Linked DNA regions of Sus scrofa: regions 1, 3 and 4 are each linked to region 2. Evidence: chromatin contacts called from public HiChIP or PLAC-seq data. All regions are on one chromosome and are shown on one strand. The core of a region is the stretch at or near the end of the contact, and the rest is flanking DNA. Distances in the headings are between cores, read along the strand shown. Region 1 overlaps RGS6 (regulator of G-protein signaling 6). Region 2 holds the start of DPF3 (zinc finger protein DPF3). Region 3 has its middle 290 kb from the start of DPF3. Region 4 overlaps RGS6 (regulator of G-protein signaling 6).

Evidence for each region. HiChIP or PLAC-seq counts read pairs in DNA pulled down with a chosen protein or histone mark.
Region 1: an H3K27ac HiChIP or PLAC-seq map of skeletal muscle shows a contact between it and region 2. The contact joins the enhancer-like site here to the promoter of DPF3 in region 2. A contact is called at or near these places in 1 of 47 Hi-C or Micro-C datasets (embryonic fibroblasts) and 1 of 2 datasets of contacts at active chromatin or transcription factors (skeletal muscle).
Region 3: an H3K27ac HiChIP or PLAC-seq map of skeletal muscle shows a contact between it and region 2. The contact joins the enhancer-like site here to the promoter of DPF3 in region 2. A contact is called at or near these places in 2 of 5 promoter capture datasets (fetal skeletal muscle and liver), 3 of 47 Hi-C or Micro-C datasets (alveolar macrophages, embryonic fibroblasts and skeletal muscle) and 2 of 2 datasets of contacts at active chromatin or transcription factors (alveolar macrophages and skeletal muscle).
Region 4: an H3K27ac HiChIP or PLAC-seq map of skeletal muscle shows a contact between it and region 2. The contact joins the enhancer-like site here to the promoter of DPF3 in region 2. A contact is called at or near these places in 3 of 5 promoter capture datasets (fetal liver, fetal skeletal muscle and liver), 30 of 47 Hi-C or Micro-C datasets (adipose tissue, alveolar macrophages, blood and 16 more) and 2 of 2 datasets of contacts at active chromatin or transcription factors (alveolar macrophages and skeletal muscle).

The regions. Positions count from the first base shown.
Region 1 is chr7:95,908,023-95,910,722 of Sscrofa11.1, reverse strand. The region is part of intron 17 of RGS6 (regulator of G-protein signaling 6); the gene reads right to left. Among named protein-coding and RNA genes, the nearest start is that of DPF3, 340 kb to the left of the region's middle. Within about 2 kb of position 1,397, at least 18 of the 83 cell types and tissues checked have an H3K27ac peak or open chromatin away from gene starts, as enhancers often do. A contact at or near this core is called in skeletal muscle, where this site is marked.
Region 2 is chr7:96,252,921-96,255,620 of Sscrofa11.1, reverse strand. It overlaps DPF3 (zinc finger protein DPF3), which reads left to right and starts at 1,267. Exons shown (of 11, transcript XM_021099467.1): 1 at 1,267-1,362. The coding sequence starts at 1,331. LOC110261630 (a long non-coding RNA gene) reads right to left here. Exons shown (of 2, transcript XR_002346007.1): 1 at 2,698-2,700; 2 at 1,516-2,085.
Region 3 is chr7:95,965,717-95,968,539 of Sscrofa11.1, reverse strand. No RefSeq gene overlaps it. Among named protein-coding and RNA genes, the nearest start is that of DPF3, 290 kb to the left of the region's middle. Within about 2 kb of position 1,434, at least 7 of the 83 cell types and tissues checked have an H3K27ac peak or open chromatin away from gene starts, as enhancers often do. A contact at or near this core is called in alveolar macrophages, embryonic fibroblasts and skeletal muscle, where this site is marked.
Region 4 is chr7:95,883,394-95,886,143 of Sscrofa11.1, reverse strand. It overlaps RGS6 (regulator of G-protein signaling 6), which reads right to left. Exons shown (of 19, transcript XM_021099946.1): 15 at 326-512. Among named protein-coding and RNA genes, the nearest start is that of DPF3, 370 kb to the left of the region's middle. Within about 2 kb of position 1,358, at least 4 of the 83 cell types and tissues checked have an H3K27ac peak or open chromatin away from gene starts, as enhancers often do. A contact at or near this core is called in adipose tissue and skeletal muscle, where this site is marked.

The sequences.
Region 1 (2,700 bases), core at 148-2,647, 350 kb after region 2:
TGCCTTTCTGCCTCACAGGAGTTTTTCACTTGGCTGCTCGGCACATCGGGGTCTGGGGACGGCAGGGGAGGGCTGGTGAGGGGAGGAGGAGCCGTTTTGCACAGCCTAGCTGTCCCCTCTGTCAGGAGGCTGAGTCACGGCTGCATTTTTTTTTTTCTCGGAGTGAGCACTCCACGGGAAGGGCATCTGGGGCTGGTTTTGGTTGACAGGTTGAACCATCAGCGGCAACAGGTGGGGGTTCCTCCTTCCAAGAGAAGTGGCAGGGTCTAGGGCTGAGTTTTTCAAAAATGCCAACAACCTCTGACTCTTTGTGATGAATAAAAAATCTCCCCTTCCTCAGAGTTTTCAGAAAGCCCCTCACCCCACCCCCTGCCACGGACTTTATCTGTCTTCTCAGGATCCCGCCAACCAAGCTGATTTGGCTGTCTTACATCCTAGTTGGTTTATAAAAAATAGACTTTTCCATGTTCATGTTCCAGCTACAAACTATAACATTAATTTTTTTTTTTTCAAACTTCACTTGGATCCAAGGTGGAGAGAGAGGGAGAGAGAGCAGAGGAGGCTTGACCCTCCGTGGCATGTACCCGGGATAACGTGCTTTCTGGTGACCTCTTTTTTGTCATCTCTAAGAGGGGACAGAGGTGAGCTGGCCCGGTGTTCTCCAGGGAACCGGAAGGTGTGGTAGCGGGTGAGCAGCAGAGTGGTGCTGAGATCCTCAGATGCTCACACATCGCTTTTCTCCCACGCCCCACAACACATGGGGTAATGCTGTAGCACCCACACTGGAGCCCATCCTTCTGCCCACCTGATCTCCCCTGGCTGGGCATCCATCCCGGAGGGGTGGGGACACCAGAACTGGGGAGGTGGACAGGATGTGTGATGCTCACTTGGTCTCTATGACCTCTCCCTCCCTGGCCTCCAGAGGGTCACACTGCAGAGTGAGCCCCAAAGGGTGGAAGTGTCAGGGCCTGTGGGTCGGCACCCCGCCCCCCGCTCCGCCCCACATGACACTCAGTTCCATCAGTGCTTTAACTGCAAATCCTCGTCGAAGGATTTTAAATACACACCCAATTCCATTCTATCCCGGGTTTACTTCCCAGCCTCAAAGGTAGGCAGCCGCTTTCTGGGGAGAAAGGCAGCTCCTCTCCTGCTCAGGGATGATTAGCATAACTCGAAAAATCTAAGGCTAGAGAGAAGCACAGACCCATAGCACATCCCAGCTGAAAAGGTCCACGGAAATGTTCTCGTCCATGCCGGTGAACACAGGAGAAAACCAGGGCCCAGAGAGGGCTAGCGAGGGGTCTGAGGTCACACTGCCAGCAAGCTGGAGCCACTCTGTACGGGAGCTGCTGAGGTCGCATTTCAGAGTCCCAGGGGAAGTCCTTGTTGGGCAAGTGAGGCAAGTTTTCACGCTCTCCCTCCCAAGCTCTGCGACAGAATCCATCCTCCTCCCTCTCTAGGCAGGGTCCCAGCATTGCTGGACCTCTGAGATGGGAGAGGCTGGCATTACAATCTGTGACCCACTTGTCCCACCGGGGCCCAAGCACAGTTTGCAATCAAAAGCAGCTCTAAAGATTTTTAGCCAATTGTTCCTTGCCGGAGGCCCGAAAGGATTTTTTTCCACTGAGGTCAAAGCCCTCTGGGGCTCTGCTGAGTCTAGGTATTTGAGAACTCATTCCGCCAGAGTGCAGGCTCTGCCCCGCGAGGCGCTGAGGGGGAGGGGGCGACAGGCTCCCTCTGGGAAGGAGATGCCGTGCCTGGTGGGCTGAGCACCCTGGCTGCCTGCCCTCTGCCTCGCCTGCCAGGAGGCTCAGCACCTGGGCAGGGGGCTGGGGGGCTCCTTCCTGCAGAGCTGCCTGGGAGGTGGGGGAGGTGAGCTGCCAGCGTTCTAGCTCTCATTAGCTTTTCCTTGGCTTTTGGTTGGGGCGGGAGGAAAGGGGGAGGCCGAGCGGGTGACAGCTGGCTCCCAGAGCGTCCCGGCCTCCATCTGACTTTCTTGCCGCATTCCTTGGCAGGCAGGACCGAAACGCTTGTTGTGGAGGTGCCGCTTGGCACACGCCGAGGCTCCCTCGGCTCCCGCTCCTTGCTGTTTCCATCCCAAGGAGCACCTTGGCCAAGCCCACCTGTGCTGCCCTCTTAGGAAGGGGATGAAGGCCTGGTCATCATCTCTGCTCTCCCCTGAGGCCTCCGGCGCTTGCTTGGGCATCAGCAACCCCATATCCCATCTTGGGAGCGAGGCTCCCAGGAGGGCAGCAACGATGTCCTAGGAGGCTGATGCCACCATCACTAGGGGCTGCCGCTCCTCCGGGGACCTGTGCACAAAAGGACCTTTTCTAGCTTTCCCTTCCCAGGCTGGAGTTCTCATCAGATGGCTTTGGCCACCGTCCTAAAAGGGACAATCAAATTGCTGCTCTTAATGGCCCCTGGCTCCCTCTTGCCCTTGTCCCACGCATCTGCTGTCCTCTAGGTCAGGGTCGGGTCCTGGGAGGCCCTCCCTGCTTCGTGACAGACCCTGAAGGAATGAGCATGCCTAAGAGAGGGCAGAGGGATGGAGAGCCTTTCGGCTTTTGCCACCCTCCCACCCTCACTGTCCCTGTAGACAGCAAAAGCAGGAAGACGGTGGAGGCCGGCAGGCCAGCCGGTGCTGAGCAGTAGGAAGCGGTCTTTAGTTAGAGAAGAGCCTCCTCCGGACACTCAGCA
Region 2 (2,700 bases), core at 18-2,517:
AGGAAGTGAGAGGGCACAGCTTTGAAGAACTGGCAATTTGGCATCTCCTCTCCCCCCTTTTCACCCCTCCCCCACTATCTTAGCTATTTGACCTCATTAAACAACTTTGGATAGTAGCCAGATTTCTGTATGCTAACGAGGCCCCTATTCATGATTTAGTGCGATTTCATCCACCCTGAGCTGCCTGGCTCCTCAGTGGAAGCCTGGCTTCACAGAAGTCTCTCAGTTTTGTCAGGGCTTCGCCAGTGAGGAGTTCGCACGGACTTGAAGCAGACACATTCTCTGAACGCCTCAGGTCACATCTGATTATTCATTAGCAAATTCTTTTCACCTTTTTATCTAATCAATGAAAGGTGACGCCGGAATCGCGTATGCTACTCCCCGAAAGGGACTCTGGCAACACCCATCTAGGTTCCACAACTTTGTCTCGTTACTCTTTCCGAAGAGCAGAAAGCGTTTGCAAAAGTTCTCTTAAACCACCCCTCCCCTAAGCCTAAAGGTCAGAGCGCCAGGCCCCAGTTGGCTCTCCAGCTCTCTGACCATTTAATTTCCGAAGTTTCTGGTTTGTGCGAGGACAGAGGAGGTGGCAGTGGGCAATTGCCTGAGTGACCACCGCGTATTAAGTAAGGAAAGCCTGGCTGCTGGAGGGAACGAGCCTGACATTGAGACATTCCAGGGGGAGGGGAGTTGCTGTCCTGGAGTCGCCAGGAACGGCGGCACCAGTTCCAAGAAATCAGAGGAAGGTGGCCGAGATAAAGACAACACTTCAGGAATGAGAATATTAAAAAGCCGCAGGACCCAGAGCATTAGTAAGCGGCAGGACACGTGTAGTAATTAGACGAAACGGCACCCTTCCAATTTTTGCACTGGAACGAGGGGAATTGTCCTTTGGGGGATTAAAAACGTAACAGTAAAGCCAAAAGCTAATGAATAGGGTTCAACGGTTTGCTTGCAATACTTAAATATTTTCTGTCCAGGACTTAAATATTTCTGTCCAGGAGCGCAACTCTCTGCAGTTGTTTAGAAAGTAAGGATTCAAACCAAACTAGAATACTCTCGTGCGTCTCCACTTTCCCTCATCCGAAAAGGAGCTCTACGCGCGGTACTGCCCCTTTAAGACCTGCTTGCTCTCGGGCTCTACAAAAGGGAGTGACCTCTGGGCTTTGACAGCTCCCCTAATAACTACCACCGTGCAGGCCCCGCCCACCTGGCGACCAGCCGCGCCGATTGGCCAGCGGGCCGGTATCCCGTGCTCTGATTGGCTCGCCGCTTCCCCTGAGCGAACCTTTAGAACTCTGAGACAGACAATATTCTGTTACATTGTAGCAAAATGGCGACTGTCATTCACAACCCCCTGAAAGCGTAAGTAAGACTAAAAAATGTACATTTTCCTCGTGGTTTCAATATGAAAAAAAAGGCGCCTTCTGCGTGCCGAGCGCTGCCAATGCACTGCGCTTGCAGGCGCCTACAGCCGCGGTGGGGCTTCTCTCTTTTCTTTCAGCTCTTACTTCTTCATTTTTTTTTTTTTTTTAACCCGGGCGCGCAGAAATGTCAGGAGAGGCAATTAAGAAGAGGAAAATTGGTACATTTGTGTTCTTCTAAATTGGCGGACTGAGGGAGAGGGGTTACTGGCAGGGGAGCCAGGCGCTCGAGTGCTCTACAGCGAGGGGATCCTGGGCAGCTCAGGGACAGCACGGTCCCCAGAGTGCCCAGCTTCTCCGGGCGGTGAGCGCGGCGCGGGGGGCGGCTCAGCTGGGGGCGAGAGCCAGGCTGGGGCCGCCTGGGTGCACTTGGCTGAGCCCGGTGCTTCTGGAGCCCGCAGCCCCCGCCCCGATGCTAGGTCGGCGGGGGTGAGCGGACCGCTGCAGCTCCGGAGTTTTCAGGGCGCTCTCCGCCTTCTGATCGCTTGCGGGGAGTTTGTGCAAACCTTCCGGAGTTGGGAGGACCGCAGGGGGAGCACCGGGTCCCGGGAGCCCTGGGGCCCAGGTGGTTGCCCGGGGCTTTCCTGACGGGGCAGCCCCCAGAGCTTGACTGCGCTTCGGGCGGTCGCCGGTGTGTCTCCGGGTGTTGTTTGTGGGGAACTGCCTGTAATAAATTAACGACTCGGGTTAACTTGGGGTTGATTTGGAGACTGGGAAGCTGCAGGTCTTATGAATGGTGTTCTTGCCTCCTCTGGGTGAATAGTCGAGGCTGGCGAGAGGCAGCCTGGGGCTCCCCGCCCGAGCGGGTAGCGTCTGCTCTCGGCCAGAGCTAGGGGCAGGTGCCTCTGGCCACAGCCGGGAGACTTTGAACGGACGCCCAGATCCGGGACGGAGGGGGGGCGGGCTGGGCGAGGACACGCGGGGGCCAGTCCCCAGGTCCGACAGCCAATTCCTGCCCGCCTTCCTTCCCCCTCCTTTTTATCCTGGCTTCCTTCCTTCCTTCCAATCCGTGGAACTGTTAAGCCGCCAAGTCCGCTAGCGATCGCGGAGCCGGGGGTGGCTTCGGAAAACTAGCGTCGCTCTAAAAGGGGTGCTCTTGGCAGTAATGTTGGCAGAGGGGCACTCCCTCCGGATCGCAGCGCGACGTGGGTGGGGGCTTGCACCCCTGGGATTATGACTTCGCAGCTAGGCTGGAAGCCGCGGGCAAGGGGAGGGGGAGGTGCGGGGGAGGGCATTTCATGGCGAATTCTCTCGCCAGTGCCTGGAGGATGCCCACCTA
Region 3 (2,823 bases), core at 185-2,684, 290 kb after region 2:
AAGTCACTGGACTCTACACTTGCGGGCCCATTTGTTGACAGGAGGGAGGCACCGGGAAAGCTTATTCCTGCTTCGGGGAACACTATGAAGCTTGCAACTGCTGGCCGAGGGAGCTTCGGGGCCTGAGAAAGCTTGGAAAGAAGGCTAGTGCTGCCATTGACAGTGACTGCCAGCAGGTATGTCCCATTATCTCCCAGGGCCTCAGCTGTCTCCTCAGTGAACTGGGCATAGTGATGCCCACTTTGCAGAGAGGCAGTGAGGACTGAAGACCATCACGTGAGTGCAGTGCCTCGCACACAGCGTCCTCCTCTCTCCTCCACCGCCCTTTCCCTCACTGTTTCATGTTTCCATCTAGGAAAACAGGTGAATAAGATCCTGTCCCTTAAAAAACTTAGGCGACAGGGAATTCCCGTCATGGCTCAGGAGTTACAAACCTGACTAGGACCCATGAGGATGTGGGTTCGATCCCTAGCCTCGCTCAGTGGGTTAAGGATCTGGCGTTGCCGTGAGCTGTGGTGTATGTCACAGAAGTAGCTCGGATCCTGTGTGGCTGTGCCTGTGGGTGGCAGCTGCAGCTCCGATTTGACCCCTAGCCTGAGAACTTCCATATGCTGCAGGTGCAGCCCTTAAAAAAAAAAGACCAAAAAAAAGAAAGAAAGAAAGAAAGAAACTTAGGTGACACAATAGGGCCAAAGAAACACGTGGCTGGGGAGTTCAAGATGTGGCTTTACCTCTCTGTCTCTTAATGGAGGTAATTACACCTACCTTTTCTCTCGAGTTTGTAGGAAGATGAAATAAGACAACTCCGGTAAAGCTCTTGGTCCCACACCTGGCACATTATAGGTGCCACTAAATAGTTGCATGGTCCCGCATGGTCAAGTTTACTCACAAAATGAATGTGGCAAAGGCCACAGAGCGGGCAGAGAATGTGCTGTGGGAGTTCAGGGGAAGAGGATTTCCAACTGGATATCCAGGAAGGCTCCAAGGAGGAGGCAGCATTTCAGCTAATTTGGACACGAGGTGATGAGAGGAGGAGGGAGAGAGAGATTATTCCGGGCACGTGTGTGGAAACCAGAAAATGTGGCTGGCAGGGCAGGCTGGCGGGTGTGGACAGGAGCTTTAGGAGCCAAGGCAGGAATGGCTGTGGCTGGAGTCTGACCTAGAAAGCCTTCAGCGAGGAACGGAGTTGGGAACGTTAACTCAACAGAGAGCTGCTAAAGTTCCCGAGGGGAGTGGGTGTGTGCGTGTGTGTGTGTGTGTGTGTGTGTGTGTGTGTGACCTGCGCTGAGCTGGCTGGATTTGAGAAGGGGTTAGGGGAGGCCCCTGGCTCTCTGACCAGGTCCCTGTTGTTCAGCCTGCCCATGATTGCAGGAGGACAGACCTCCAGATGCCCAGGGTATGTGGGCGGGGGGCGGGGAAGGAGGGTTGCGGTGGAGAAGGAGGGGCCGGAGGCGGCAGCTCCTTTGCTCTCGGCCCTGCCCACGAGGGGCCACTCCTCCTCTTCCTTTCCTTTCCTCCCTTCCTTTTCCTTTTTCTTCTGGGGAGCTGCCGCAGGCTGGGGACGGTAGGAGGTGGGTGGGGGTCGGGGTGGGGGATGTGCCAGGAGCGCCGGAGCAGAGCCCCAGCCAGGGGCGGGGAGGGAGGAGGGGCTAAGGGGTGGGAGTGGCCAGTGCGGGTGGCCCCTGGGTCGGGCCCCGCCCCCCGCGAATCCTTGGCATCTGCCGCCCAGGGCATGGGAGGGGCAGCTAGCGATCAAGCTGCGACGGAGCTGGGCCCCGCGTCCTAGACTCCGACCTTGAGCCTGGACAGCCCCCTAGGGTAACCTTCCTCGAGTCCCGGAATGGGCTTTCGACTTGTCTGTGAAAGGGTGTTATGCGTACGTGTGTGTGTCTGTCCGCCTGGTGGCCTCAGGTTCTCCAAGGGATCTGGAACACCCCAAACGTGAACACCGCCCGTCAATGCAGCCCCTTCGTGTCGCAGATGAGGGAACTGAGACTGGAGAGGGACTCACTGGGCCCCACAACTGGTTAACTGCCATCCAGGGCAAATTACCTTTTCTTCTGAAAAGTATGTCTGTCAGGAGCGCAGCGCGCTGGGCGCGGGGAGCCCAGGAGTGGGAACAGAGGAGAGACGGATGGGGGGAGGGGAAGAAAAAAAGCCCAGAATTGCCCAGGGATTAACCATCTGTGTGTTGTGTAGGGGCCAGACCCCCCGGCCCCCCGCCCCCCAGGATACCTGATCCCCTTCTCCAGGTATTGTTTCTGTTCTTTCCCAGGGATGGACTGGGCTGGTCTGGCCGAGTGGGGGTGGGGCAGAGGGGGGAGGAGAAGGGAGGTGTTGAAGTCCGGGACAAGTAGAGTGTGTGCGTGTGTGTGTGTGTGTGTGTGTGTGTGTGTGTGAGAGAGAGAGAGAGAGAGAGAGAGAGAGAGAGAGAGAGAGAAACTGAAGAGGGCACCTGAGGGCCTCGAGGTGGACAAGCGCCCCTTTGCTGCCTCACAGGCTTCGAAGTCTTCCCAAGGCTGAGGGCCTTCACCAGGACGTTCCCAGGGCAGTTCGGGAGGCATGACCTTGAGGGCTGAGTGGGTGTTAACCCAGGGACTGGTTGGCTGGTTTTGGGTCTTGCGTCAGACTAAACCCTCCTCACCCCTCTTGGTCCCACTGCCCTTTGCCCCCCCACACTTGCCAGGCCGCTGTTCCTGGCCTTGAAATCCCCCAATGGCAGCAGGAAGGGACCTTAGAGACCAACCAGCCCAGTGGGTTTCAAATGGGCCGAGAGACCCCTGTCCCCCAAGTGCTGTGGCAGCTGGAACTGGTGATCCACTT
Region 4 (2,750 bases), core at 109-2,608, 370 kb after region 2:
CCCCACTTTGCTGATGTGGTGCTCTGGTTTCCAGATTCTACTATCATTTATTACAGGACTTTAGGTTTTGCAAAACACTTCGAGATTTTCCTGGGAAAGATAACATGTATAACAGTAATTTTCTATGGAATACATAACTCAGGAAAACAGTCCCCCTGGAATTTCATTGTGCATCTGTGTGGAAAGGTTTCCACTGGTGGCTTTATAAATAATAAAACCTGAAATCCTAACTCCATACAATGCCTTGGACTCGGATTAAAGGGTGGGGTGGTGAAGTGAACATGTGAACATCTGGGGACAGAACTATTTGACTAGATAAGCAAACCTGGGCATCTTCGAATGTGTATCTCCCTCCATCTTTGACGTTTTGACTGGTTATCTCGTAGCTGTGAGAATCCAGGTTGATTGCACTTGGGGCCCCTGGAGCCAGAAACTCTTGCCAGATTTCCTCCACTCTCCTGGCCACATCCTGGAGGGGCTGTTTCTTAAGATCTTGGACCGCCAACCAGAACCTGGAATGGAAGCACAAAGACAGTCAGTAGCCCTCTGCTGGACATGCTCCCAGAACTGACATCACAGGGCACTCGTTCTGCTGCATCCCCCAGCCTTCCCCGCAGCCCCGTCACAGGTCACAAAGGCTGCAGGGACTGCTGAGCATACAAAGGTGCTCCATTATCGCACTAGTGCGTGTTAGAAGATGACTATGCTTTTGGTTACCAAAAAGAGATTTATCTCCCCTTACATCCAGGGTCTGCTGCCTTAGCACTGTTGCCTTTTCAGGCTGGAAACTCGTTGTTGTGGGGGCTGCCCTGTGCACTGAGAGATGTTTAGCATCAACCTTGGCTTTGACCCATCGATGCCAGTGGCATCCCCTCCCTGAGTGTTGACAACCAGAAAACTTTCCGGACATCACCAAATGTCCCCTGGGAGGTAACACTAGTTGAGAACCACCACTTGACACAGATGCCACTGCACGGACAACATGAGTCTCTCTGCAGTGTCTAGTTGGGATCCATCAGAGGCATCAAAAAGAAGGAGAGATCACGGAAGCAGATAGAGTCTTGGAGCCATTAGGAATATTCGAGCTGGAAGAACCCAGTCATTCAGGTTGTAGATGGAGAAACCGAGCCTGTTTGCCACAGCAGCATCAGGCATGATGCTTGGCACACAGTAGGTGCTCGATAAATGTCTGTGGGATTGCAGATGGACTCATTTGGAACAAAGCTGAAGGGACATACATGGGGAACCTCTCTACCAAAAGATTCTCCAGGGATCGCTGGAGAGAAACCACCCCCTTCTCATGAGCGTCTGCCTCTCACGAATCCCCGAGCCTCAGCATGGTGTGGAGAGAGCTGGGCATGAGCTGTGAGCTCTTTTCTGCAGAGAGCAGCAGCAGCGGCAACCAGCACCAATTGGACTACAGCTCCCTAGGTCATGGGCAAGGTTCCCAAGGCAGCCCTGGAGAGGGCTTTCAGCAGGACTCAGGTCTGGATGGCACTTTTTGTGACCTGTAAACAAAAAACCCTCCAGTGTCCCCATCAATGAGATGTCAGGACAGGCCCCTGGCTCTGTGGTTCCCGCAGCCACGGGAATCACACTCTTAACTCAAAGAAAGGGCAGGGACAAAAGAAGCTAAACATGAATCCTACCCAGAGTAAGATGTACTCTTTTTTTTTTTTTTTTTTTTTTTTTTAAAGGTTAGGCATGTTTTTCTGTTGCTGTTCATAGAACTGTTTTTGGAGCCCCGTGCATGGCCCGAAGGTGCCACCCAGTGGCCACCCTAGGTAACGCAGCTCCATTTCCAGAAGGAGAGGACTGGGAGTGCGTGCAAATGTGCTCCGACTTTCCCCTTGATTTGCCATGTGGAATTCTGACGGTGTCCTTAAAGAAAACCCTCAGGATTCCCTCCTTGGTCCTGACTTCACTCAACCAGAAGATGAGGAATCTTCACATCCTGGCTATGCTGCTCCCTTGGAATTGTTGTATCTTTCTGGGCATCTCTTTCCTCATGGTACAATGGAGGGCTATATGACACGGGTCTGAGCCCGTCCCATCCAGGTGTAACTGAAATGCTTTCAGGCCCCGTGGGTGGGAGCTGTGGAGGGAGAAGCATGGCAGCCACAGGGTCCATCCCAGGCCAGTCTGAGCCCTCAAGTCACCTCTTTCTTGGGTGGCCTGAGAAGAAGATGCTCAGGCTGCTGCCGCGGCCATCTGCCATCACCTGCCCTTTAACGCCATCCCTCTGTCTTTCTGCCACAGGCCTTTGGCACTCCGGTCCTCTGGCTCCCTGGCGTGAAGCAAACAGTGATGGTTTGTCACCCAAGCCCAGAGGGGAGGTGAGTGGCAGCGTGTGAAGGGAGCTAACTGCTCAGTTGTTCAGGAGAGCCCCTGAAAGGCAGCTGGGAGGGGCGTCCTCTACCCCCACCCCACCGCCCACTCCCTAGGTTCCTTAAGTCTCACTGTCCCCCCAGCCCCACCCCCTGCCAGGTCCACCGTGACATGAAAGAGGAGGCCGGTGCATAAAGGTGAAATTGGCCATCTGGGGGTGACAGGACCTACAAGCCTTTCTTGTCCCAGAGGACAGCGTTTGATGGGCAGGTACAATTTAGGAACCCAGCTCTAAAGAAAGGAGTTGGTGCTGGTTTCTCAAAGGAGTAGAGGAGGGCTAATGGGAAGCTGGGTGAGTTCTCTGCAGCCCCAGGGAGTCACCTCTGGGCTGAGTCCTGGACCAGAAGCAACTTCTCTGGGTC